2 separate regions of the Sus scrofa genome follow, and region 1 is linked to region 2. A link is a contact called in public Hi-C data. All regions are on one chromosome and are shown on one strand. The core of a region is the stretch at or near the end of the contact, and the rest is flanking DNA. Distances in the headings are between cores, read along the strand shown. Region 1 overlaps MDH1 (malate dehydrogenase 1, NAD (soluble)). Region 2 overlaps UGP2 (UDP-glucose pyrophosphorylase 2).

Evidence for each region. A called contact is a pair of places that touch in the nucleus more often than the background predicts.
Region 1: a contact with region 2 is called in a Hi-C map of liver, with 1.6 times the contacts expected there. The contact joins two enhancer-like sites. A contact is called at or near these places in 2 of 5 promoter capture datasets (fetal liver and liver), 1 of 47 Hi-C or Micro-C datasets (liver) and 1 of 2 datasets of contacts at active chromatin or transcription factors (skeletal muscle).

Annotation. Positions count from the first base shown.
Region 1 is chr3:78,247,204-78,250,350 of Sscrofa11.1, forward strand. MDH1 (malate dehydrogenase 1, NAD (soluble)) reads right to left here. Exons shown (of 8, transcript NM_213874.1): 5 at 1,921-2,097; 6 at 1,345-1,458; 7 at 703-792; 8 at 26-151. The coding sequence ends at 26. Among named protein-coding and RNA genes, the nearest start is that of MDH1, 14 kb to the right of the region's middle. Within about 2 kb of position 1,483, at least 4 of the 83 cell types and tissues checked have an H3K27ac peak or open chromatin away from gene starts, as enhancers often do. A contact at or near this core is called in liver, where this site is marked.
Region 2 is chr3:78,020,063-78,023,149 of Sscrofa11.1, forward strand. The region is part of intron 1 of UGP2 (UDP-glucose pyrophosphorylase 2); the gene reads right to left. Among named protein-coding and RNA genes, the nearest start is that of UGP2, 9.0 kb to the right of the region's middle. Within about 2 kb of position 1,364, at least 13 of the 83 cell types and tissues checked have an H3K27ac peak or open chromatin away from gene starts, as enhancers often do. A contact at or near this core is called in liver, where this site is marked.

The sequences.
Region 1 (3,147 bases), core at 233-2,732, 230 kb after region 2:
TAGTAACATTGAAATGATTGTTTAATCAGGCAGAGGAAAGAAATTCAAATGCAGTTTCTTTTTCTTCTGCTAGTTCCTTTGCAGTGAGGTCCATCTTCTCACGAGAGAAATCATTAATAGGGAGACCTTCAACAATTTTCCAGGTCTTATCCTGTTTGAAAATAATTACAGATGAGAGATTTATAATTAAACTAGAATTGATATTCCAGCAAGCAACAACTTAGTTTGAACTTAATCCAGAAGTATGTTTTAAAATCTGATTCTAAAGATGCAAATCAAAATCCAGATCTTAACAGATATTTCCAATAAAAACTCAACATTTGAATTTGAAATTCATTGAATCTAGAAAAAAATCTTTAAATGAGGCTTTACTTAGCAAACATAAAAAACTACTGACTTCAGTAAAGATACAATACAGAGCAACCATGAGAACCACTGCTTCATTTCAAAGTAAGCGAATACTTGTTGGTGTCCAGTATTAGAGTCATAATAACAACATATATCTAGTCAGAAGAGTTGAAAGTTGCTTTCCAGATTAATTTCAATATTTTAGTGACCTGAAGTTATGATTCACATGATTTTAAAACTGAGGAAAATATCTAATAAAGGAACAACCTTCTAGACTAAATCATACCATTATTCATAAAAATACACAATTACTTTCCCCACAGGGACGGAGGAAAATAACCTCAAATACCTCACCTTGATTGTAACAGGGAATGAGTAGAGCAGATCATCAGGAACACCATAGGAGTTGCCATCAGAGATAATGCCCATGGACACAAACTCTCCCTAAAAATAATTACAAGCAATGTTTTACATTCTCATGGCTAAGGGATTAGTTTACATAACCAACTGACAGATGAACTAACAAAAGTAAACCAGATGACAGGTTCTTAATATGTGCATAATAACTTCATTGCTGTAATAAGGAACCATCACCAGGCACTTACACACAGGGCAACTTTCATGGTTATTATCTCATTCTACTCTTCTGATCTATGTGTGAAGCAGGCCAGAGAAATATAACCCTCATCTTATAAACAGAGGAGCTATGGCCCAATAGAGGCTTTAAGAAAAATGTCCCCTCAACTGTGTGTACTGGGTGATTTCCACAAAACATCTCATTACCCTCAAAACCCTGTGAAGTAAATGCCATGTAAAAGATGATGAAACAGCTCAGAAAGGTTAAGCAACTTTTCCAAGGTTACTCGGCCAGCCAGCAACTGAGCTGGGATATGAACCTAACCTGCCTGACTGCAAGGCTATGTTTGTTTCTGTTTTTTACATTATGGAATCAGAAAACAAAAATAGAGTGGCCTGTGCAAATCACTGCGTCCTCACCTCTGGGGTTCCAAACCAGATGTCTCTGACATGGTCACAAATGGCTTTTGCCGCAGACATTGCACTGGACAGTTTTCGAGCCTTGATGACAGCAGCACCGCGCTGCTGCACAGTCTGGGTGGGGCAGGCAGAGAGAGAAGTATTACTCCTGGGGTGAAAGACTGCAAACCACAGCTTAATGTGTCCCCTCCGAGGTCAGGCAACTACCCTATGTCAGCCTTTTTAATCTATTTCAGTTGTAAACGCCAGTCCTCCTGAAAAGGAAAACTGCAAATCCTCAAAGAAAGTTTACCACACTTCATACAAAGAAATGGATCTCTGTAAGACAGCTGAATGACTGGAGGTGATTTAGTTTTTTCTCACTTTAACAATCAATCTTGATGGCTACACAACAGATCAGACTGAATTATGACTGGCTTAGTATGATCCCCAAAAGAAATATGCACTCATCAAAGGATGCTGTCCTTGAGTTTCCTCCCACCACCCTTAGAGAGACACCCAGGTCAGTAAGGTGGTGTGTGTCTCTTAAGAGTTCTTGATGTTTGGCTGTGAAGAGCGCTCCTGGATTTTTCTCACCGTGATGAACTCTCCCTTGAGCCAGCTGTCATCCTTCACAGCTTCATAAACACCAACTTCCTTTGCCTGCAGTTTCACCTTGGCATGGTTGACATCTGGATACTGAGTTGAGGAATGGTTTCCCCAGATGATGACATTCTTGACATCATCAGAAGTCACACCAAGTTTGAGAGCAATCTAGTTCAAGAGAAAACAAGTATATTCCAAAGATAAATTTTTTTAACTTCAAATTGTGACCTGTTTGACAAATTGCCTTAAGATAAAAAGCCTCTGAAACATTAAGAGAACACAAAGAGTTATACTGATTTGTAAAAAACAAACAAAAACAAAACCCCACAAAATTTTTTGCTTCACTTCCCCAAATGGTTTAATAGTGTAAACAAAATCTGAGCCTGAAACACTACAGGAAATAACATTTAAGAGTAGAGAGCACCTTACAGTTTGTAATAACTTCTTTGTACATTGGGTTTATCAAATATAAAACCCCAAGAAAGAGGTTAATATTGCTTGAATATGTCAATGTGACTTTGCTTTATTGTTGATATTTGGAGATGTCTCCTCAGCATTTCTGAGCAATCAGATATTTAGATAATTTCTCCTTATTTAGGTGAGGCTTTTAATCTATCTGTATATAAAAATAAATAATTTTCAAATTATACTAAATATGAAATTTTTGAGTTGTAAAGGACTCAGATACCAAAGAATGGCTGTTCTCATTTTAAAAATTAGAAAACTGAAGATTCAAATATAACATGCATATGATACTAAAATTATAACAGAAGTAACAACCTCTAGTGGTAGGTTCAGAAAGCACTTTAGGATCCTGTATGGCTGGTAGTCACATGAACATCAATTATGTTATGTAGTACAGTAGTCACAGAAAGAGCTAGAAAGTTTATGTTTTGAAAATATAAATAAAATGAAATCGGCTTATTTTAGTATTCGTTTGATAAGGTAATGGGCAGAAAAGAAAACATGGTTAGTTGTATGTATATAGGCACAACTCCTCTTTTTGTGCTATGCTTTACTGAACTTCGCAGATAATGCATTTTTGCAAATGGAAGGTTTGTGGCAACCCTGCACTGAGGAAGTCTATTCCCACCAATTTTCCCAACAGCATTTTCTCATTTCATATGTCTGTGTTGCATTTGGTAATTCCCACAATATTTCAAACTTTTTCATTATTTTTAGTGGTCTGCGACTCTTTATATTACTACTGTAACTGTT
Region 2 (3,087 bases), core at 114-2,613:
ACTTTTGCACCTAGATACCCAGCTGGGTACCTCAAACTCAGCATGTCCAAAACAAAACTCTTCCTCTAAACTAAATATATCTCCCTGCCCCACCCTGCTCCCCATGTCATTAACATTCTAGTCACTCCTAGGTGACCTAGAAATCTCAGTCACAGTTGGCTCTTCCCTCTTTTCCCCTCACATTACATCCAATCCACTACTAAACTTCTGAATTGAATCGCCACAATTCCACTCACTGCTTTCAGTTCCCATTGCTGCTACCTTAATTTCTCTCTCATTTTCACTCTCCTGGTCATCATGACAGCTTTCTAACTAGACTGCCCATCTGTCACTCTTATCTGGTGGTACCAAGCAAAGAGATTCATTCCCCTAAGCTATAACTGTATAACCACAGCACTTCTCTTCCATCATTTGATGGGACTCTCACTTGATGGAGAATAAATACAAATTCCTTAGGCAGGCAAATCTTAAAAGCCAAGGTGAAGTACTTTTTTGAGTCACCAAAACTAACGAAAGTGATAAAGCAGAATGCCTAAAGGCTGCAAGTTCCTACTTCATTTGTGACATCTTCACAGTACTACTAAAACTTTAATATGCACACAAATCACCTAGAGTGCTTGTTAAAATACAAATTTCTGGGAGTTCCTGTCGTGGCGCAGTGGTTAACGAATCCTACTAGGAATCACGAGGTCGAGGGTTCGGTCCCTGCGCTTGCTCAGAGGGTTAACGATCCGGCGTTGCCATGAGCTGTGGTGTAGGTTGCAGACGCGGCTCGGATCCCGTGTTGCTGTAGCTCTGGCGTAGGCCGGCAGCTACAGCTCCGATTTGACCCCTAGCCTGGGAACCTCCATATGCCGTGGGAGCGGCCCAAGAAATAGCAAAAAGACAAAAAAAAAAAAAATACAAATTTCTGGGCAAGCTCCCAAAGATTCTGACTCAGTGGGCCTGGAGTGAGGAGAATATGCCATTTCTAATAAGTGAATGCTGCCAGTATTGCCTTGAGTAGCTCTGATATAGATTATTATACTCCATTTATCTGAGTATGTGCATCGATCTTCTTCCTACCCCAATGCTATTCTCTGCCCCAAGGCCATGTGCTTCAGAGATGGCGCCAGGCCCAGAATGGTCTAAAGCTTTCCCAGGGATTGGGAAACATAATATGATTCTGGCTAGTGAGCAACAGGGATATAGTCTGCCCTTTAAAAGACTTGGATAAAAGTATTCCTCACTGAAAAAGTAGACACCTAAGAAGAAATAGTACCTTTTCCACCCCTGCACATAATGCCTATGTGTCCACCCCTCACCTTCAGTTTCTTCTGCCATTTAGTGACCTTGAAGGAAGCGGACCCACGAATGAAGCAAACATGCTTAAGAAAGCAAAAGGAAGAAAAGACTGATGCAGCCTTTGTACTCAATTAACCAACCCTGGGGAACTTCCTCCTTCAAGATTTCATGTGATACAAGTCTTACATTTTTTAAGCCAATTGAGTTGGTATTTTTCTGTTCTATGAAATTAAAAGCACGATGACTATTATAAGATTGTTCCAAAACACATATAAAAGTGTCATCTGACATTTTTAGAGAAGGGTAGGCAGAAATGAGAAAATAGAAATTAAAGGCCCAGTTGTGAATTCCAAAATCATGAGAATCACTCCACACCAGGGAAACCTCCCCGATCCCTCAGTCCCCAAAAGCTCAAACTCTGTGACTTCAACAGCGGCTGCTACTGTGGGATGGCATTCCCAATGCTCTAGGTGGTAGCTCCTGAACATTCTAGGAAGCCTTCCTTTCTACCACAATTCCACTCTGTGGAGGTTTTAATCTGCACTATTTCAAACACATATCAAACACCCCGAAACTTTAATTCTTTGCTGAGATGTTTGTCTGCAACACTTTAAGGGCACAAGCCATACAATGTTACTCAACTTTTTTTCCAAACACCTACCTCAACACCTGGCACAGTACAGGCATCTGATAATATGTAAATAAACTGAAGATCAAGACCTCACTTCTCATATTAGTGGTTTGACCAGACGCTAATATATCATCTGTCACTGTTCAGTTAAAATGTAATCTCCTCCTAGAAATCTTTTGAAACTAAGCAAGATTGCCCATTAACACACTCATGTGGTAGATCCTTGAACCTCTTCTTATATTTTCTAAAATTTATTCAATGTGTATCTTGCCCAGTGATACTCAAGAATATATCATATCTATTTGTTCACTGCTACTATTCTCACTGTATTTGTAAAACAGAGCTTGAAACATAGTAGGTCCTCAACTAAATTTATTAAATTAATGAGTAAGAGCTTATTATGATACAGTTCTGTGCTGGATATAGATAAAGAAGGTAGAGTCCAGTCTAGTGGAGTCTACCTGGGAAGGCCAAAGACTTTGTTCAATCGCCATGATTACGGTCACAGAGTAGCAAGGTTAAGAAAAGTATGGACAGTGTCTTGAGTACTTGAAATCTCTAGCAGAGGCTGATTTATTACCAAATATCAGGGATGTGGTCAAAGGAATTCCAAACTGGTAGGCAGTCTAGACAAAATGACCTCTAAATTTCCTTTCACTTTTTATTATCATGTATAAATGTCACCATGTTTTCACTAACTTTAGAGATTAAACAAAATTGGGCAACTTAAATACATAAATTTAGCTTAATTGAGAAAAAATGTGGAAAATGACAGGCATACACATGTTCCCAGACCAGGGATCAAACCAGAGACACACCAGAGGCATCGCTTAATTTGGGCCACGAGGGAACTCCTAGATAAAGTTTTAACCTTGGAAAGGGTTTTAAGGTCGTGAGGCTAATTCCTTTATCTTGGAGATGAAACAGGGGCCTAGAAATGCTGCCTTGCCTAAGGACATGGTGGCAGTGCCAAGCAGGAATCCAAAACCTGCAGCCTGGTGCCTAGCCTCTCTTTCCTGGAGGAAGTTCTCCCCTTCCTCTGCTAAAGTGCATTTACATGGTTTACTACCTTCAGGTTATATGGCACCAAATCTGAATGAAAACCAGCAAAACCCAAATATGTCTATTAAGTGAGGTTATTGTATGAGGTGAAAACTACATATAAGAAAGCA